Regions from separate parts of the Mus musculus genome. Here all the other regions are linked to region 2. A link is a contact called in public Hi-C, HiChIP or PLAC-seq and promoter capture Hi-C data. All regions are on one chromosome and are shown on one strand. The core of a region is the stretch at or near the end of the contact, and the rest is flanking DNA. Distances in the headings are between cores, read along the strand shown.

The links. Promoter capture Hi-C pulls out the DNA fragments that hold promoters and counts their contacts. Hi-C and Micro-C count contacts between places; a contact is called where the count stands out from the background. HiChIP or PLAC-seq counts read pairs in DNA pulled down with a chosen protein or histone mark.
Region 1: a Hi-C map of the N1E-115 cell line shows a contact between it and region 2, with 10 times the contacts expected there. The contact joins the enhancer-like site here to the promoter of St6galnac5 in region 2. A contact is called at or near these places in 14 of 39 promoter capture datasets (the C10 cell line, cranial neural crest, embryonic stem cells and 7 more), 18 of 484 Hi-C or Micro-C datasets (the N1E-115 cell line, Th17 cells, cerebellar granule neurons and 11 more), 16 of 115 datasets of contacts at active chromatin or transcription factors (SST interneurons, astrocytes, embryonic basal ganglia and 9 more) and 4 of 9 other capture datasets (adipose tissue, embryonic stem cells, liver and 1 more).
Region 3: a Hi-C map of the N1E-115 cell line shows a contact between it and region 2, with 5 times the contacts expected there. The contact joins the enhancer-like site here to the promoter of St6galnac5 in region 2. A contact is called at or near these places in 8 of 39 promoter capture datasets (the C10 cell line, cranial neural crest, embryonic stem cells and 4 more), 3 of 484 Hi-C or Micro-C datasets (CD8 T cells, the N1E-115 cell line and cortical neurons), 7 of 115 datasets of contacts at active chromatin or transcription factors (embryonic forebrain, embryonic hindbrain, embryonic midbrain and 4 more) and 1 of 9 other capture datasets (liver).
Region 4: a contact with region 2 is called in an H3K4me3 HiChIP or PLAC-seq map of embryonic forebrain, with 6 times the contacts expected there. The contact joins the enhancer-like site here to the promoter of St6galnac5 in region 2. A contact is called at or near these places in 9 of 39 promoter capture datasets (cranial neural crest, embryonic stem cells, hippocampal neurons and 4 more), 7 of 115 datasets of contacts at active chromatin or transcription factors (SST interneurons, embryonic basal ganglia, embryonic forebrain and 4 more) and 2 of 9 other capture datasets (adipose tissue and embryonic stem cells).
Region 5: an H3K27ac HiChIP or PLAC-seq map of double positive thymocytes shows a contact between it and region 2, with 4 times the contacts expected there. The contact joins the promoter of Fubp1 here to the promoter of St6galnac5 in region 2. A contact is called at or near these places in 2 of 115 datasets of contacts at active chromatin or transcription factors (double positive thymocytes and memory CD8 T cells).
Region 6: a promoter capture Hi-C map of embryonic stem cells shows a contact between it and region 2, with 7 times the contacts expected there. The contact joins the promoter of St6galnac3 here to the promoter of St6galnac5 in region 2. A contact is called at or near these places in 9 of 39 promoter capture datasets (HPC-7-derived erythroid cells, cranial neural crest, embryonic stem cells and 3 more), 1 of 484 Hi-C or Micro-C datasets (cerebral cortex), 7 of 115 datasets of contacts at active chromatin or transcription factors (astrocytes, craniofacial prominence, embryonic forebrain and 2 more) and 2 of 9 other capture datasets (embryonic stem cells and liver).

What each region holds. Positions count from the first base shown.
Region 1 is chr3:153,501,300-153,503,999 of GRCm38.p6, forward strand. All of the region lies in intron 2 of St6galnac3 (ST6 (alpha-N-acetyl-neuraminyl-2,3-beta-galactosyl-1,3)-N-acetylgalactosaminide alpha-2,6-sialyltransferase 3), which reads right to left. It overlaps Gm46831 (a long non-coding RNA gene), which reads right to left. Exons shown (of 2, transcript XR_001784043.2): 2 at 1-2,700. Among named protein-coding and RNA genes, the nearest start is that of Gm46831, 6.6 kb to the right of the region's middle. Within about 2 kb of position 1,317, at least 3 of the 459 cell types and tissues checked have an H3K27ac peak or open chromatin away from gene starts, as enhancers often do. A contact at or near this core is called in the N1E-115 cell line, where this site is marked.
Region 2 is chr3:152,980,768-152,983,467 of GRCm38.p6, forward strand. It overlaps St6galnac5 (ST6 (alpha-N-acetyl-neuraminyl-2,3-beta-galactosyl-1,3)-N-acetylgalactosaminide alpha-2,6-sialyltransferase 5), which reads right to left and starts at 1,443. Exons shown (of 5, transcript NM_012028.5): 1 at 1,236-1,443; 2 at 291-533. The coding sequence starts at 1,250. All of the region lies in intron 3 of Gm46830 (a long non-coding RNA gene), which reads left to right.
Region 3 is chr3:153,830,131-153,832,830 of GRCm38.p6, forward strand. It overlaps the pseudogene Gm25757. Among named protein-coding and RNA genes, the nearest start is that of Asb17, 13 kb to the right of the region's middle. Within about 2 kb of position 1,396, at least 34 of the 459 cell types and tissues checked have an H3K27ac peak or open chromatin away from gene starts, as enhancers often do. A contact at or near this core is called in the N1E-115 cell line, where this site is marked.
Region 4 is chr3:153,604,559-153,607,258 of GRCm38.p6, forward strand. The region is part of intron 1 of St6galnac3 (ST6 (alpha-N-acetyl-neuraminyl-2,3-beta-galactosyl-1,3)-N-acetylgalactosaminide alpha-2,6-sialyltransferase 3); the gene reads right to left. Among named protein-coding and RNA genes, the nearest start is that of Gm52633, 10 kb to the left of the region's middle. Within about 2 kb of position 1,378, at least 17 of the 459 cell types and tissues checked have an H3K27ac peak or open chromatin away from gene starts, as enhancers often do. A contact at or near this core is called in embryonic forebrain and neural tube, where this site is marked.
Region 5 is chr3:152,209,166-152,211,865 of GRCm38.p6, forward strand. It overlaps Fubp1 (far upstream element (FUSE) binding protein 1), which reads left to right and starts at 1,257. Exons shown (of 20, transcript NM_057172.4): 1 at 1,257-1,535. The coding sequence starts at 1,428. It also overlaps a transcript of Dnajb4 not described here.
Region 6 is chr3:153,723,691-153,726,390 of GRCm38.p6, forward strand. St6galnac3 (ST6 (alpha-N-acetyl-neuraminyl-2,3-beta-galactosyl-1,3)-N-acetylgalactosaminide alpha-2,6-sialyltransferase 3) reads right to left here and starts at 1,443. Exons shown (of 5, transcript NM_011372.2): 1 at 1,355-1,443. The coding sequence starts at 1,372.

The sequences.
Region 1 (2,700 bases), core at 67-2,566, 520 kb after region 2:
ATTACCTTAAACTATGTATAACCAGATCACAATTCATAATTTCATTTTCCTTTGAGGTCAATATGTATTAAATAATTGGTGCACCAGCTTCATATTACAATAATACAATGCTTAAGGTAGCTAACTTTTAGAAAACAATTATTTATTTTGGAGCTTCCCATCTAAGACTGGTACATGCGGGTTCTGTCATGATGCACTGCCATACCTCAGGCCCCTAACAGTCCACCTCAGCAGAGCAAACTACACACTGCATGGCCACAAGGATGTAGGAATGGAGGAGCACACCTGGGCTAGCAATCTCCTTCAAGAGCAGAACCCCAAGAACTTGAAGGCTTTCATGAGATCCATGTCCCAAAGCTCCACAGCGCCTCCCAGTGGTGAGTCCCTCTGGTGAAAGCCTTCAGGACACCACTCAAATCATGGCCACTGTGGGAGGGGGGGAACTGTCTATTAGTGAAGAAGCCCATTTGAACCCATGTGACATTTCCCAAGCTTTGTCAGACAGCTCTTGGCTTGGGAACTGCGTGGTTACTTTTGCATCAAAATATTTAGAATTGGATGTTTTCCTCCACATAGATTATTCTGCAAAATGAGAAATCATAATTTAATGTCATCTACGTAGTGACAAATTGTCTTCCAGACACTTACACAATTGTTCAATTGCAATTATGTAAATGTTCACAATTCTTAACAACTATGGAATGATTATGTTATGCAAGGCAAGAGACTCAGCCAACCTTTACCAATTACAGCCTGGATGTCACCAACCTCTTGATGGTGTTGTCCCAGAATGTGAGTTTCTTCCTTGGTGAATTTCTCCTTCCAAACTTCGTTAAGACCTTTGGCATATTTGGGTAGAATAAAAGAAGCACTCATCAAATCGTGTGGGTTGGCTAGCACCTGTGGTCCTTTAAATGCCATTTGATCCATGATTTCTGTATAAGCTACTTAGCCAGACGATCAACTCAAGGAAAACAAAAGTTTTATGCCACCAGGAGCCCAGGTCAGTCACATTTTCCATCCTCCAATCAAGGTATCCGTGATGGGTGAACAGTTTTGTTTTCCTTTGTTTGCCACAAATGAAGAAATATGAAATACGATATTTGAATTTCTAATAGGTGCCTTTCAAGCATGGTAACATGACAGTTGGCAAATGAGCATTTCTCTACCTAAAGATCAGTAATGAATAAAATTCCCTTCTATCTTCCCAGAGAAACAATTACTATATTAAAAACCACGGTACTAATGGATCTTTCATCCATAACAGATGCGATATGTAAAGTGAGCATCAATCTCTAGGGGTTTCTGTTGCCTCAGCAATACAGACCATTTTACCTGCTAATTATATTATGACTGCATGATTTATCAGCTGGGTATGTATGGCCAGAGAGGCAGTAAGTGGTCAGGCTTGTCCAGATGCTGTCTGGCTCTGCAGTCTTTATTCTCTTCCCTCCAGGATCATTGTGTCAAGGAAGCAACATGCCCCTAGGCACAGAGGCCGCAGTGCACATCCTGAGGCCACCCAGCTGACTGACTTCTGATGCTCGGCCTCCCAACAGGTTTGAGAGTTCAGACTTTGAAAGATGGCTGCTGTCCTCCTCCAGGGGGCAACTTATTCAAACATGAGCTACAGGGTTCTGGGGTAGTTAGAAAACAACAAGGGATTGCTACACCTCTTGCCTGCCAACAACAAAAAGAGCCAAAGTAGAAAACAACGTTTATTGGTTTCTGTACATAAGTCACAGGACTGGGGAGGCTGGCTTCCTGCTTGGCTGTGCTCTGGACCTAGAATTTCATCTCAGGCTTCAAGGTTCTTCTACCACATATTTCTGCTGCTCTCAGAGTTTCGGTCTCACTCTCTCTGGGGATATGATAAGATTTCCAGAGACTCATATTCCAAATATTCTACCACCCCAAGAAAATACAGCTCTGGTCAACAGTGTTACAAAGAAAAATACAATGAAAATCTGTAAATGGCTCAGAATGGTTCTTCTTGAGCCTTGGGCCAATGGCTTCATTTTCCAATCAGTCATCTGAATTAATGGTCAGCTCTCTGGTCAGCAGGCAAGAGCTGACCATAACAGAGAAGTAATAGGTAGGTAGGCACAGGAGGCACTACCTATACCCAACAGGCTAACTTACATGATTTAACCATCAAGTAGTGTGTATGAGCCCATACAACACGTGTTTTTATTTAGGAAAGTGGAAATCACTCCGTAAGTGCAGGTTCATGAATGTATTGCAGATATGCATGCGGTTAGTGAGTATGGATACACACACGCACACACATATTCATATTCTCTGTATATATGTACTACTGCTTGTTAGTATAGATGTGACCTTTCCCTTTCCAAGGATCTCATTCACACCCTAGGTCATAATTCCCATCTTCATCTTCCATAGTCTGTGTAACTGCATAGCTAGAGTCTATATCTCCATAACTATGCAGATTATAACTGACTCCAGCCAAACTGGCCCAGTGTTACCCAGTGTGAATTTAATTTCCATCTCTGGAAAATGATAGGATTATGCATCCTTTCTGGACCCCTTGGCATAGGGTGCTTTTTCCATGTTAAGGTCACAGAACAGAGCATGAATAAAAGTGACAGCTGTGTGGTCACTGGGCTTGACCCCTGTCCACTTCCTGCCTGACACTTAGGAAAAGCGCAGACCAACAGACCCGTTCCCAATCCCCCTCAA
Region 2 (2,700 bases), core at 193-2,692:
AACATCCATCTGCAGCTGCTATTACCGGGTGTCCGGATTCTAGACCAGGACCGATGGGGTTCAGGATCCACTCACATCATTCCTATTCCCTGATAAACTTTGCATCCTTCTTGGAATAGAAAGTCACAACTAGCATGCAGCCCTTCCTGCCCTAACTGGTGTACCACCTTCCTGCTCCCCCAAACTAACAGCTGCTCTGGTGGCTCACTACCCCAGGAAGGAGGAAGGATCAGGGGTACAGAGTGCCCAGGCTGAGCGGCGGGTGGGAAGGACGGCGCACAAGCTGTCACCTTGTGGTCTGCTACACCGAGGTATCCTTCGAGCTGCCGGGGTCCTGCGGGGGCGGTTCTACGTGGCTGGGGACTGCTCTCCACAAGCTGCGTGCTGCCAGTCGCGGTTGCCGCCTGCTGCTGCTGCTGCTGCTGCTGCTGCTGCTGCGGGGGCCGCTCCTTCTGGCTGCCGAGGCTGCTGTACACGAGCAACAAGCTGGTGCACATGGTAGTGAGCACTAAACACACTGCCAGACCATGGCGCTGCAGGCGGGCGGGGGAGAGAGAGCAGAAGACAGTGGCTCAGGGTGCACCAGGGAAGCTTGGCTCCTTATTGGCACCAAGCACAAGTCCGGAGCATCCGCCCCAGCCTTCCCAGCAGCCAGAGAGCAGAGGTGACACGGTCTTGCGCACCCGTCAGGGATGCTCCTGCATCGCTGCTCACAGCCCGCGTCTCACAGTGGAGGGCAGGTGGCGCGCGGTGACCAGTGCAAGGGTGAGCGCGTCCGCCCAGGGTACTTTGGGAAGGAGGATCTAGACTCCACCTAAGCTGCTCGGATTCCAGCCCTCCAAACACCCTCTCTTCTCGCCCCCCTGAGGCTTCCTGCAGAGATCCCCGCTAAGTTTGAAATCCGACAAGAAAACCAAGAAAGTCAAAGATGGTGCTTCCTCCCCGCCCCTCTGAGTTTGTGCCCAGCGGTCACAGTGGGACACCCTCCATCCCTGGAGAGGTCAGCCTGCTCCTCTGCTCTCCAGTCGCCCCTTGGATCACTCGCTAAAGATCCAGGAGCCCAGGCATCCCTAGCGCCCATCCCGGATTCCAAGCCAGGTAGAAAGTTGTCACCAATGACAGGTGACCTCTTGGCACAGAGATAGATACCCGGAGAGGCTTCCCCAACGGTCTAGGAGACCCAGAATCCCAGGGGTCTTTGCCTCTGCTTGGCAGAGTTGGAACAACAGACTCACCATCAGGGTCTTCATTTTGGGCTCCTCTTTTGTGCGGAATTCTCAGGCAAGCGCGTCCGGAGCCACTTTTTCTTGGAGGTTGTCCATGGTGGGTGATGGGGCGGAGGCTGCTCAGATGCTCACCTGGCAGTGACGGCAGCTGAGCGGGAGCAGGAGCCGCGGGACCGGGAAGCGCTGCTGTTGCAGAGATTAGAGGAGAATTAAAACTGAGCCGGACCCTCCGAGTCTTAGCGATCCACACACTGCCGCCTGCCGCCGCCTGCTGGGTCCTAGAGTCCTCTGCAGTCCCCCTCCCAACCCCCAAACCATCTTCTCAGTGAAGTGGAATTTCTGGGGCAAGACTGTTACCATAAAGGTGCACCCATTCCTTAGTTTGAAGATTTATTATCTTTGAATGGGGCTGTCAAGTTAAAAGGACGCAGAATCCAGTTTGATCCTGAACACGGTAGCCATTTGAAAATTTACTAAATTTTCAGGTTTGTGATTTTAATAAAGAAACAAGTTAGCCTCCCAAATGTCAATCGATCTCTTTAAATTTGCATTTGTGTTTACAGCCTGGCAAATGTGATCATGGGATTGTTTTCCTTAAAAATTACGCCGCTGTAATAATTTCTAGTTGTTTTCAAATGTCCTTTCCCTCCCTAATTCTGCTTTGACAAATCATTAGTCTCCTGCTTCCCTTGGACCGTACCCTTCCATGCAAATGGCTTCATTCATCATTTGCTCCCAAGAACACAATTTATATTTCTACTCAACCTGCGAAGTCCCTGGTGCTCATTTAAATGATTTTAAAGTTTTGGAAACACTCGGTGCATCCCATTCATGTGATTAACCGTGAACTGTAGAGTCTTCCTAATGTCAGTGAAGAAATATTAGCTGTTGAAGATAAAAAGTGATCTCGCATCCTAGGATCCTGAAGGCTGTGATTCGTCCCTCCTGCTGTCTGGGGCACTGGTGGCGTATACTTTCACAATCAGGACCTGGATTCCAGTTAAAAGCTGGATCATTGTTCAGTGCTGAGTTCAGATCAGTAGCCTGCTCTAAGTATGCTCTTGTCCCTACATCTAATTAGAGCAAGCATTTGTTAAACCTCTAATTTAGCTGAAAACGTATTTCAGCCACGTGACATTATTCAGTGAACATAGTCGTCTTAATGTCTCTCTTAACACTGTACATGTAGCCGTGTGAGGTTGAAGATCACATTAAGAACGATCAGCAGGCCACCTGAACCATGGGCAGGCACAGTGAGAGCCCTTGCAACTCCCCCTTTAATCTTCTCTAATCTACCGCTGGATGGATGGCACAACGGGGACTATTTTTAACGTATGAGGCCCATGTCCAAACTCTATTAACAAAGTTAAAATTATTGGTTCAGTAATGAGCATCCAGGAGACAGAAGCACACACCATGGAGCCTTTCGAGGAAAACACAAAAATTGGAAATACTATCCGATACTGCCAGCAGT
Region 3 (2,700 bases), core at 146-2,645, 850 kb after region 2:
GATATTAGCCCAGAAGCTCAGAATCCTACTTAGAAGGGGGAACTAAATACCCATGGAAGGAGTTACAGAGACAAAGTTCAGAGCAGAAACTGAAGGAACGACCATCCAGAGACTGCCCCACTTGGGGATCCATCCCATAAACAACCACCAAACCCAGACATTATGGCAGATGCCAACAAGAGCCTGCTGACAGGAGAGTGATAGAGCTGTCTCCTGAGGTCCTCTGCCAGTGCCTGGCGAATATAGAAGTGGATGCTCACAGTCATCCATTGGACTGAGCACAGGGTCTCCAATGAAAGAGCTAGAGAAAGTACCCAGGGAGGTGAAGGGGTTTGAAGCCCCATAGGAGGAACACCAATATGAACTAACCAGTACTCCCAGAGCTCCTTGGGACTAAACCACCAATCAAAGAAAACACATGGTGGGACTTGTGGCTCATCACTACATCTTAAGGGCCTTGTTTATTGCACCTTTGCTAAGAATACACAGTGTAGGGCTGGTGAGATGGCTCAGTGGGTAAGAGCACCCGACTGCTCTTCCGAAGGTCTGGAGTTCAAATCCCAGCAACCACATGGTAGCTCACAACCATCTGTAACAAGATCTGACGCCCTCTTCTGGAGTGTCTGAAGACAGCTACAGTGTACTTACATATAATAAATAAATAAATCTTTAAAAAAAAAAAGAGGGCTGGTGAGATGGCTCAGTGGGTAAGAGCACCCGACTGCTCTTCCGAAGGTCCAGAGTTCGAATCCCAGCAACCACATGGTGGCTCACAACCATCCGTAACAAGATCTGACTCCCTCTTCTGGTGTGTCTGAAGACAGCTACAGTGTACTTACATATAATGATAAAATAAATAAAATTTAAAAAAAAAAAAAAAAAAAAGAATACACAGTGTAGAGTTGAGGGGAAGAGAAGATTTGAGCCCTAGAGAAGGATGGACGAGAGACGACAAATGTCAGTCAGCTACCCATCAGACAAGTGAGACAGTTACTGTGACAGATGCCTGGGATGGAGCAACTTAAAAAGCCGAGCTGTTCCTGCTCTTGCAGGTGTGGCTGCTGTGTCACATGGATGTCAGTAGGTGGCAGAGGGGAGAGAGGCTATGTCTATGCTGAGTGTTCTGACCTTCAGACATCTGAAGGATTAGTAGCCTAACATTTCCTGAAAAAAAGTGAGCCTGAGACCACCACCAGTCTGTCACCACAGGGCCTGGACAGGGAACTAGGTTGAGATGACTACCAAGACAGTGCCAGGTAGGCCTGGACAGGCTCCCAGGACAGGAAGCAAGCCAAAGGCGGGAAGAAGCCAACCTGGGACAGCAGGCCCCAGGCAGGAGTGAGCCCAAGACAAATGGCCGCACAGGTGGGCCGGTAGAGGAGCTGGCCTGAGATGAACACTAATCTGTCGCCCTCCAGGCCTAGAGGGTGGGGACAGATCATGCCCAAGATGACTCCTGCCCTGTGCCATATTGCACAAGCAGGGCATAGCACTCCTGAGACCTCTCCTGAGACGACCTCAGACCCTGAGCCACCCGGGCACCACTAAGAGGAGCAAGCGAGTCGTGGAGAAATGAAAGAGAAGGAGAAGCAGAAGGAAGTGGGCACAGTGGAGAGAGAGGTAGTGAGGAACAGCCTGCTGTGAGTACCCAGTGCTGCTACCTTGGACCATGGTGGCCTGTGCTGCCACCAGGTGGTCACATCTGGGTCTGTGGCCCTTCAGCAGCAGGGGTCTGTTACTGCCAAAGGGCTGTACAGAACTGGTCCTACCCTTCACCTGGGCATTGAGAGGAGCTGGTCTTAGAGGCACAAGAGTGGGAAAGCTGATTCTGCCCATAGCCAGCCACAGCACTCTGGAGAGTCGGCCCTGCACATTGTGGGAGTTGCAGGTTAGCTGGTCCTGAGGATGCAAGCTTGGGAGAAATGGCCCTACCACTAGTCTCCCTGTGGCTTGGATGAGAGAGGGGGCAGGGGAGGGGGGGGGTCACCCCCTTCTGCGGCAGGCAGGAAAGCTGACCTTGACAGAATCATGAGAGCAGGAGAAGGGCCTTTCCCTTTACCTGCTGCAGTACTTGGAAGAGCAGGCCCTGCACCTTATCTGGGCAGCACAATGGAGCTGGTCATAGATATGAGGGTTATGGGTGAGCCAACCAGGAGGGTGTGAGCGTGGGAGAGCTGACCTGCCTCTTGTCTGATATGCTGAAGTGTCCCTCACCCTCAACCCTGCCACTTAGAATGGCAGGAGGGAGACTTGGTACTGGGGTCATGAGAGTAGCAGGGACAGTCCTGCCCCCCCCCCCCCAACTGCTGCAGCAATGTGGAAAGCAGGCCCTGCATCTCACCTAGGAGGCAGTAGTGGAGCTGAGCCTGATACGGGGCTTGCAGATGAGCAGGCCCCAAGGATGTGAGCACAAGAGAGTTGGTTCTGCCTGTGGTCTGCTGGGCAGTGGTGACACAGACAGTGAGAGACACCCTCCTCCCCTCACTCACCTTTGGGGCAGGCAGGTGAGCTGGCCCCAGGGCATGCACGAGGGCGGGAGAGCCAGTGGGCTGACCATCTCTGACACTTTCAGGCCTGGATTCAGGCCTTTGAATTGGCCCACCCCGACATCTACCCCATTGCTGGAGTCCTACAGATCCAAAACTACAGGATCTTCATGACAAAGGGCAACAGCGGGATGTCTGAGAGGAGCCCCAGTGA
Region 4 (2,700 bases), core at 128-2,627, 620 kb after region 2:
GGTACTGGTTAGTTCATAATGTTGTTCCACCTATAGGGTTGCAGATCCCTTTAGCTCCTTGGCTACTTTCTCTAGTTCCTCCATTGGGAGCCCTGTGATCCATCCATTAGCTGACTGTGAGCATCCACTTCTGTGTTTGCTAGGCCCCGGCATAGTCTCACAAGAGACAGCTACATCTGGGTCCTTTCGATAAAATCTTGCTAGTGTATGCAATGGTGTCAGCGTTTGGAAGCTGATTATGGGGTGGATCCCTGGATATGGCAGTCTCTACATGGTCCATCCTTTCGTCTCAGCTCCAAACTTTGTCTCTGTAACTCCTTCCATGGGTGTTTTGTTCCCAATTCGGAGTTCTAAAGTCGCCTGTAGATGAGCCCTGGCTTGACGTTTACAACTGCATGAGACTTTGGCCATAAACTCAGAACGTCTCTTTTCTTTGAAACAAAACAGCCATATTGAGAGCAAATACTTTTTCTTCATGATCAAGAACTATTTTTCTTTCATCTTAAACACCAGTTAAGTTCAGCTCCAGAACTGGACTTTTTCCCTGGCGTTCTGAATGACTGGAATCTTATAAAAGCCCACTTTCCACTTCGAGGACTCCCACTGGTTTTGTGTGTGTTCATTTTTGTGTGTGCTCACTTTTGTGTGTGTTCACTTTTAACTGGGCGCTTCTCAAGTCATCCCAAGTAGGAGACATGGAGGGGAGGTGGAGGGCTCTGGGAAAGAACACGAACCCCACAGGACAGTCATCTTGTCTCTGAGTTTCCCCAAAATGTCAGGCTACATGTAAGTCAGACGTACTCTAGAGACAAAGCGAATTCTCTTTCAGAAGAAACACACAACATTAAGACAAATTTCAATATTCCACGCTGTCTGCTACCGGCGAGACAAGAAGGAAAGCCCCAATTGGGCTGCTTTATCCCCGCAGGCTGGGCGCAGCTGATTTACTTTCGCTGAGATCATTCATCTATCAGGGCTGAAAGCATAAATGTCAGGGAGGCCATAATAAATGTGTACCAATAAAGTCATTAGTTATGCCTCCATACCACGCAGAGAGGAGACTTTATCAGCCGTCATGAGCATTAACTACACAATAACACTGGAGAAACGCTCTCTGTGCGGGTGGGTGAAGAGAGTCAAGGAAGGGGTACTGGGACCTACAAGCGCTCTCAGTGGGTTCGGGAGACAGTGGGCTCGGAGTGAAGGCCCCTTTCAGATCATAAATGCAGTGTTTTCACACAGCCTCTTAGATCACTCTGTCATTGTTCCCGAGACACATGTGGCTTATTAGCCGACGATTGCCCCACATTCCCGAGAGCTATTATCAAAGTGATACGGTTCCCATGCTAAACCAGCATACATAAACCAGCCTCCTTAGACCAAGAAGCAGGAATGGCAGGATAATGACCCGGCTGAGCTGCCTTTGGTGGCCTTAACTGTCCCTGTAGAGAGCGGCGAATCTTCCCGTTCCCCGATGGGTCTGTTTCCCCGCTCTGTGTTTGCTGCTGTTCTCTTGCTTCTTATCAATAGCTAATCTCAGAAAAAAGAACTCATGCTAGACTCAAAAGACACAGCTGAGCCTCTCGGCCCCTCACAGGAGATCCAATTGAAGGCCAAAGTCACCGGGTTTAGATTGGGAAATGTGCACTGTCCACGCACAGGACGAGGGATGATGGAAGGCATGTCCCCCGGGGAAGAAGGTGTAAGATTCAAGTGTATGGTTTCAAGAAAGCTGACATCCTTTTTTGTCTCCTAGCATGAAAATGTTGAGGTAGTCTGAAAAACGATGCTTCTTTGAATAAGCAGGTGAATACTATCCATCAGGAGAAAAAAAAAACATAAAAAAACAGAATTAAAAGAGAAGTCCTCAGAGGAACACAAGTATCACTATGTTGGACGCTTCTCAGCTTGTGTCCCAATCCACAAACAAGGGAGCAGCCATCTGTCCTGGTACCTCCCTGCTCCACAATACCAGGCTGGCATCCACACTGCCTGAAATAAACTGTGTTTACCATCTGAGTCTGCTCCCATCATGTGATGCCCAGGTTACTACCAACTACATCTCCAGAGGACCACAACCAGACCAGAGCGTTCTGCTCTACAGAATCCACTGTTCTTTAAGAGAAAGATGGAGGGTGTAAAAATCTAATTTTAACACACAGCAAGGGCTATCCTGTCACAAAGAACTTTTTATAGGGCTGGTTTGGGGAAAATCTTTCTGCCCGTGTAAGTCCTTTGTCCCTTTAGAGATTTACTAAGAAGCTTTTAACAACCAAAATCAATCTCCGACACTAGAGATCTTTTGTTTCATAAAATGTAGAGGTATTTGTTATAATCTGTTTGTGTTCAGGAGAGAATCGATGCGCCATTATTTAATGTAAGAGACCAAAATATTTCAACTAGGGGACAAGCAGCCAGATGTCCAGCTTACAGAAAATACTCACGCCAAGTCCTAGCATGATGATTCTAGCACTTTGGCTCTGTATGTTTACCTTAACTCTGTATGTGTGCCAGTCAGAATGGTTAAGATAAAAAACTTAGGGGACAGCAGATGCTGGCGAGGATGTGGAGAAAGAGGAACACTCCTCCATTGTTGGTGGGATAGCAAGCTGGTACAACCACTCTGGAAATCAGTCTGGTGGTTCCTCAGAAAATTGGACATAGTACTACCGTATGACCCAGCTATACCACTCCTGGGCA
Region 5 (2,700 bases), core at 7-2,506, 770 kb before region 2:
TGTTTTTCTAAATCCACGGACATTCCTAGACATCCATGAACAGGTTAAACAGGTCAAACTGAGCTATCAAATGGCTAAGACAGAGCTGGTTTTAAGAAAATCATGCTGTTTGTATCTGCCAGCACCTGACTTAGTAACTGATAGTGGGTACTGGACACATAGTTTCCGGCTATCGGAAAGCCAAGGGAACATATTTCTCTCATTCTAAGATTGGTGTTAAGAAAAATGCTTCTTAGACTGAGAGGGGGGAAACGTCATACATTAGACAGTCCATTTTGCCTTTTTCTTAGCTAAACTGAGAGCAGGGATCATTGTGGCATACTAAGTATAAACAGAATAAAGGCCCAAGAACCCTCATTCACCGTAGTAATTGCCAGCATTAGGCTAGCATGGCTAAGACACGCTCAGGAATGGTCTGGAGAAACGTGGTTATTGGCATATATGACAAATATTAGAAACTGCCTGCAAAGCCAACTAGTCCAGAAATGAAAATTCAGACCATGACATTGATCTGACTACCCGCAGGGGCGCGGGGGGGGGGGTGGGGAAAACGCAGTAAAGCCGGTTTGTGTCAGGAGCATGACACGTTCGTGACATAAGGGGCACATGGTAAGACTGGCCAAAGACACGCAACGCTAGGTGTCTACATACTGGATGTGCAACACTCACGTTTTTAAAGGACAAAGGGCGGTCATACTTTCACCATCCGCTCGCCCACACTATTTTACATAAGAGACTCAGTAGGCAATCGGCTCGAGAACTAAGGGCCCGGTGGTCTGAGTTCCTCCCCGCTTGTGACCGGCCCGGGTGGAGACATGGGCAGAGGCAGCTCGGCGCCCCGGAGCATGGTGGGCTCCCGCCGCCGGGCCGCAGACGGTTCCGCAGCGTCGCCGCGGACGCCCCGCACGCCCCGTGCGCGCGGCCCTCGGGCTGTGCGGCCGCGCGACACTGTTGCGTGACGTCCCCGCCCGACGACGTCAGGCCCCTTACTACGGAAACACGGAAGGACACTAGCTAGCTCCCTGATCCGCGACGGCCTTTCCAAGTCCCCTACAAGCGCGGGCGGCACACTTCCCGGGCGCCACTGCCTCAGCCGCCGAGGCGAGGGAACAATGGCCCGCACTCGCGCTGCGAGGAGGCGCCCAGAGAGACCCTACTCTCGTGGGAGCCCGGTCAAGTCTCGCGATATTCTTCGCCCGGCGTCCCTTCTCTGTACCCTCCACCCCCTCTTCACCCCCCGCCAATCGCGCGTCAGCGCTGAAACATCGCGGGATTTCCGTCTGCCAGTCTCCGCCCCTTTACGGCACGATGGTCGTGCAAGAATGTGATAGAGCCTCGACGGCCGCCATCTTCTTCCTTTCTTAGCAGTTAACCGAGAGCGGCGCCTCCCTCCGCGAGGAAACGGCAGCGTGTGCTGTAGCGTGGGTATGGCCGACTACTCCACAGTGCCTCCGCCGTCGTCTGGCTCGGCTGGCGGCGGCGGCGGCGGAGTCGTTAACGACGCTTTCAAAGATGCCCTGCAGAGAGCGCGGCAGGTAAGCGTGGACCGACCGCGCGGCGGCTTCCCCTCCCCGACCCCCGAGAGCCGCCGGCGGGGCAGGTCCGGCCCTGCTCGCACTCGCGGCTGCCGCCCGAGGAGATGGCGTCTTCTCACGAGGGGTCCCAGCGGCTCGAGGCCGAGCCCGTTGTCGTGGTCTGAAGCGCCCCCCCCTCCCACGCGCTCTCCCCGAGCGTGGCCTCCACTTCCGCCCCGCGCGCGCGGCCTCGCCGCCCCGTGCGCCCTGCCTGCCCCGGCTCCCTCGGCTCCGGTTCCGCCCGACCCAGGCGCGTGGAAGGTTCTGGGCGCTCAGGTCACGGCGAGGGCAAGCCAGGGAGGGCCGGCTGCCTGGCTAGCGGTCCCCGCCGCTTCCCGCGCCGCCGAGCTCTCCACCCTCGCCGTAATTAGCCTAACGTTCCCCGCGGCGTTCACCAGCGAGGCTCTCCCCGGGGCGGGATCTGCGTGCGATCCACCAATCCTTTCCCCAGCTCCAAATGGCCCCGGGCCCTTTCTTCCCCAGCCTTGAGTTTGAATCTGCCTCTCTCTTCCCAAGTCGAAGCCTCCAACCTCTTTGTGCTACGTAGGGACGTACTGTTGCCTCGAATGGCAACCATTTTCCCAGATGAAAAGGGTTGGATAGATAAGAGTCCTTGCATTTGACACCCCCCCCCCAATAACCTGAACGTCAATGTCTTCAAGTAGCCCCCGCCCCCGACTTCTTTGTAGCTTAAAAATGTATAATGTTGCCTTGCCGGGTGGGGTGGTGCTCGACTTTAGTCCCAGCACTCGAGAGACAGAGCCTGGCAGGTCTCTTGAGTTTGAGGCCAGTCAAAACGGCCAAGAGGGACCTGTCTCAAAAAAAAAAGTATGTTATGGAATTTGCCTGTAAGGTAAAATAAACCCTTATGGCTCTGTTGTAGTTGCTAGACATGAGCAGGTTTTTAAAGCCAGCTTTGACTATACTGGAAACTTCCTTCAGGACCGAAAGATTACCGACTCAATCAAGGTTTATCAAGTCTACCATAATACAGCAAGCACACTTATCTAGTGCATAGATACTGAAAAAATATATTTATTCATACAGAGGGATTCCATGAGCAATGTGGTTGGTGTACATAGAAGTCAGAGGACAACTTGTGGGAGTTGATTCTCCTTCCATGTAG
Region 6 (2,700 bases), core at 193-2,692, 740 kb after region 2:
CTGGGGATATAGCCCTGTGACCAGACAGGACCTTGGCATTTGTAAAAGTCCAATCAGCAGCACCACTCCAGAGCAAGCACACTCACACAGACAGAAGATGCATGACAGGGGAAAAACCAATAGAGGAAGACATGACCAACAACAGGACATGGCAGGCGCCTTGATTTCCTTTTAGCAAATGACACAAATAAATAGAGACGATGTGGTGACCTAGTTCCAGTTCCTGTGAGTTCAAGTTGCATTCTGTGATACCAATGGATTATTTCCTCCTAACTTTGCCACCCTTGGGGAAAAAAAAAGAAAAGAAAAGGCGTGGAAAGTGTTCCAAAACAAACGGCAAGCTCAGGAAAGTCACAATAAGGGTCTGCTGCCTCGCTTCATGAGAGGGAAGGATGACTGGTACAACTTCAACAGCAGCCCAAGACTATATTAAGTGCTACGACACACAAGACTGTTCTGTGTGGCCCTTGGTCACACAGCACCTTCTCGGGGCTGGAAACCGAACACCTTAGTTTTCTCTCCGGGATGGGAAACCTTCATGCTGCTCAAGTTTGGATCCACGGAGTCAGACTGGGCAACTGAATAAGGACAGCGAGGAAAAACCAGAACAGGCTAGGGAGTGAACTTTCTCGGTGAGTTGGAAACAAGTCTTCCCAGAAAAGGTCCTCACCAAGTAGGTCCACGCAAAGCCTTCAAGCCTGTGGCTAAGGAGTCACTAAGAACATGGAATGTACCAAGGCTTGAAAGAACTCAGCAAAATAGGGCTGGACTCTGGGTAGATACTGTCTGTTCACATGTGAGCCTAAGGAAGTCCAACATTCTACCTATGTCCATCTAATGAACTTTTCCAACTTAAGTCCCGGCACCTGGAGCTAGTTCCCCAGAAAACTCATCCCTACAGGGCTACCTGTAGACCTAGAAGTTTATGTGTTCCCGGGAGCAAAGGCTGCGGGCTCTCTGCACCCTCTCCTCCTCCTCTCAAACGCTGTGCCCCTCACCCATGCTGGGCCACTCCTTTTCAGCCCATGGCCCCCCACAGGCCGCGGGCTGCCCTGACCCAAGTCTCGGAGCACCCTCTGCTCCGCCTGCTATACCCATCATTCGGCACGCCGCCGCGCGCTCCCTGCCCAGCTCCTTCCAGACAGGAGCCAGCCGGCAGCAGTGCAGGCAAGGAGTCTGTGCCCAACGCACATTACATAGTCTCCCACCCAGATGCCTTGGCCAAAGGAACAAAAAGGAAGCCGACGCCAGGAAGAGACGGGCGGGCTGAGGATGCGGCGGGACCGCGGCGGGCTCCACGCCTCGGCGCACCCAGCAGGCGGAGCTCGCATGCGGCCCACCGCCGAGCTGTTACCTTGAGGATGCAGGCCATGGCGCTATGGATCGACCCTGTGGCTCGCTGCACCTCGGCCCCGCAGCTGGACCACTCCAGCCCACATTCCCGCAGAGCGAGCCGGGCCGCGGGAGCTGCGCGCTCAGGCCCCACCCCCGAGCCCCGCCACTGGCTGGCGCCACACGAGGCCCCGCCCCTAGTCACGTGCCCTCCGTGCAGCCCGCAACTGCTTGCTACTCCACCGCTGCTACTACTTCACCTTTTTTTCCAAACCCTTCTGCAGATGGAGGTATGTAAAGCCCGGCTTGCAGCAGACCCAGATCTGCTTAACCTGAGGACAGAAGGTGGCCCTTCCAGCTGCACTCGCCCATCAGAGAACCCACAGATGTGCCACTTTCCAAAAAGTTAGCTTTGTTTGGCACCATTCCGATGCAGGCATGGGGCCCATCACAGGATTCTTCGAAAGCAGCTGGAAGTGCCCAGGGCTAGCCCTTGGGCACTGCAGAATTCTGTGGTGTGCGTCTCTTGTTATGATTGATCGTCTGTCAACCTGAAAACACAAACAACTAGAGATGCTGAAAGATTGAACACTCTTGGTCTTCAAAAAAGAAGCCACAATCTTCACACAATGTGACATTGTGCACAGCATGTGTAGCATATGGGCACATAAACATATGCAGCTGTGACTGTTGTATTCTGTTGCAAGTTCGTAAAATGCTTATGTACACAATGTATAAAGATAATGTTCATGTGTGTACACCTATGTACAGAGTATGATGCACAGGACTTTGCTACTCACTACTACTATCTTGGAATTTAGAGAACTCAGTTAAAATTTCAACAACCAAGTTACATATTAGCTTTTCCTCTTAAGTCTGGACATCTAGGAAGGTCCTGACCTCCACCATGAACTGTCCTGTGTTAAAGAGCAGTGCAGATTTACCCAAGAGGTGACATGGGCAAACTGGAACCTGGTCCTCTCTGGGTCCTTAATGGACTCTGTGTGTCCCAAACCAGACCTGCTAAGAGAACAATCATTTCTACAAGAAGAGGTTATGCCCAGAGAGAGGAAAGGTCTGTAGATACACAAATTCCTGCTGTCTAGAAGTCACACAAGTCTTTAAATTACTCCCCAAAACATCTACCTTAAAGTCATCTCCCTCGCAGATTAGCTGGCCTGCACAGCATCAGGGAAAGCATGTGATCTGAGAGTGACCGAGGGTCATGAGATGGCTCCCACACCAACAGACAGGAATTGCTCAGGACATTCAACAGGAGAAATCACAGGGAAGATACTGAAAAGACTAGAGTCCTATTCAAACTGCCTGTTCCCAGGCAAGCTCTGTCTGTCTCCAGGGTGACTAAAC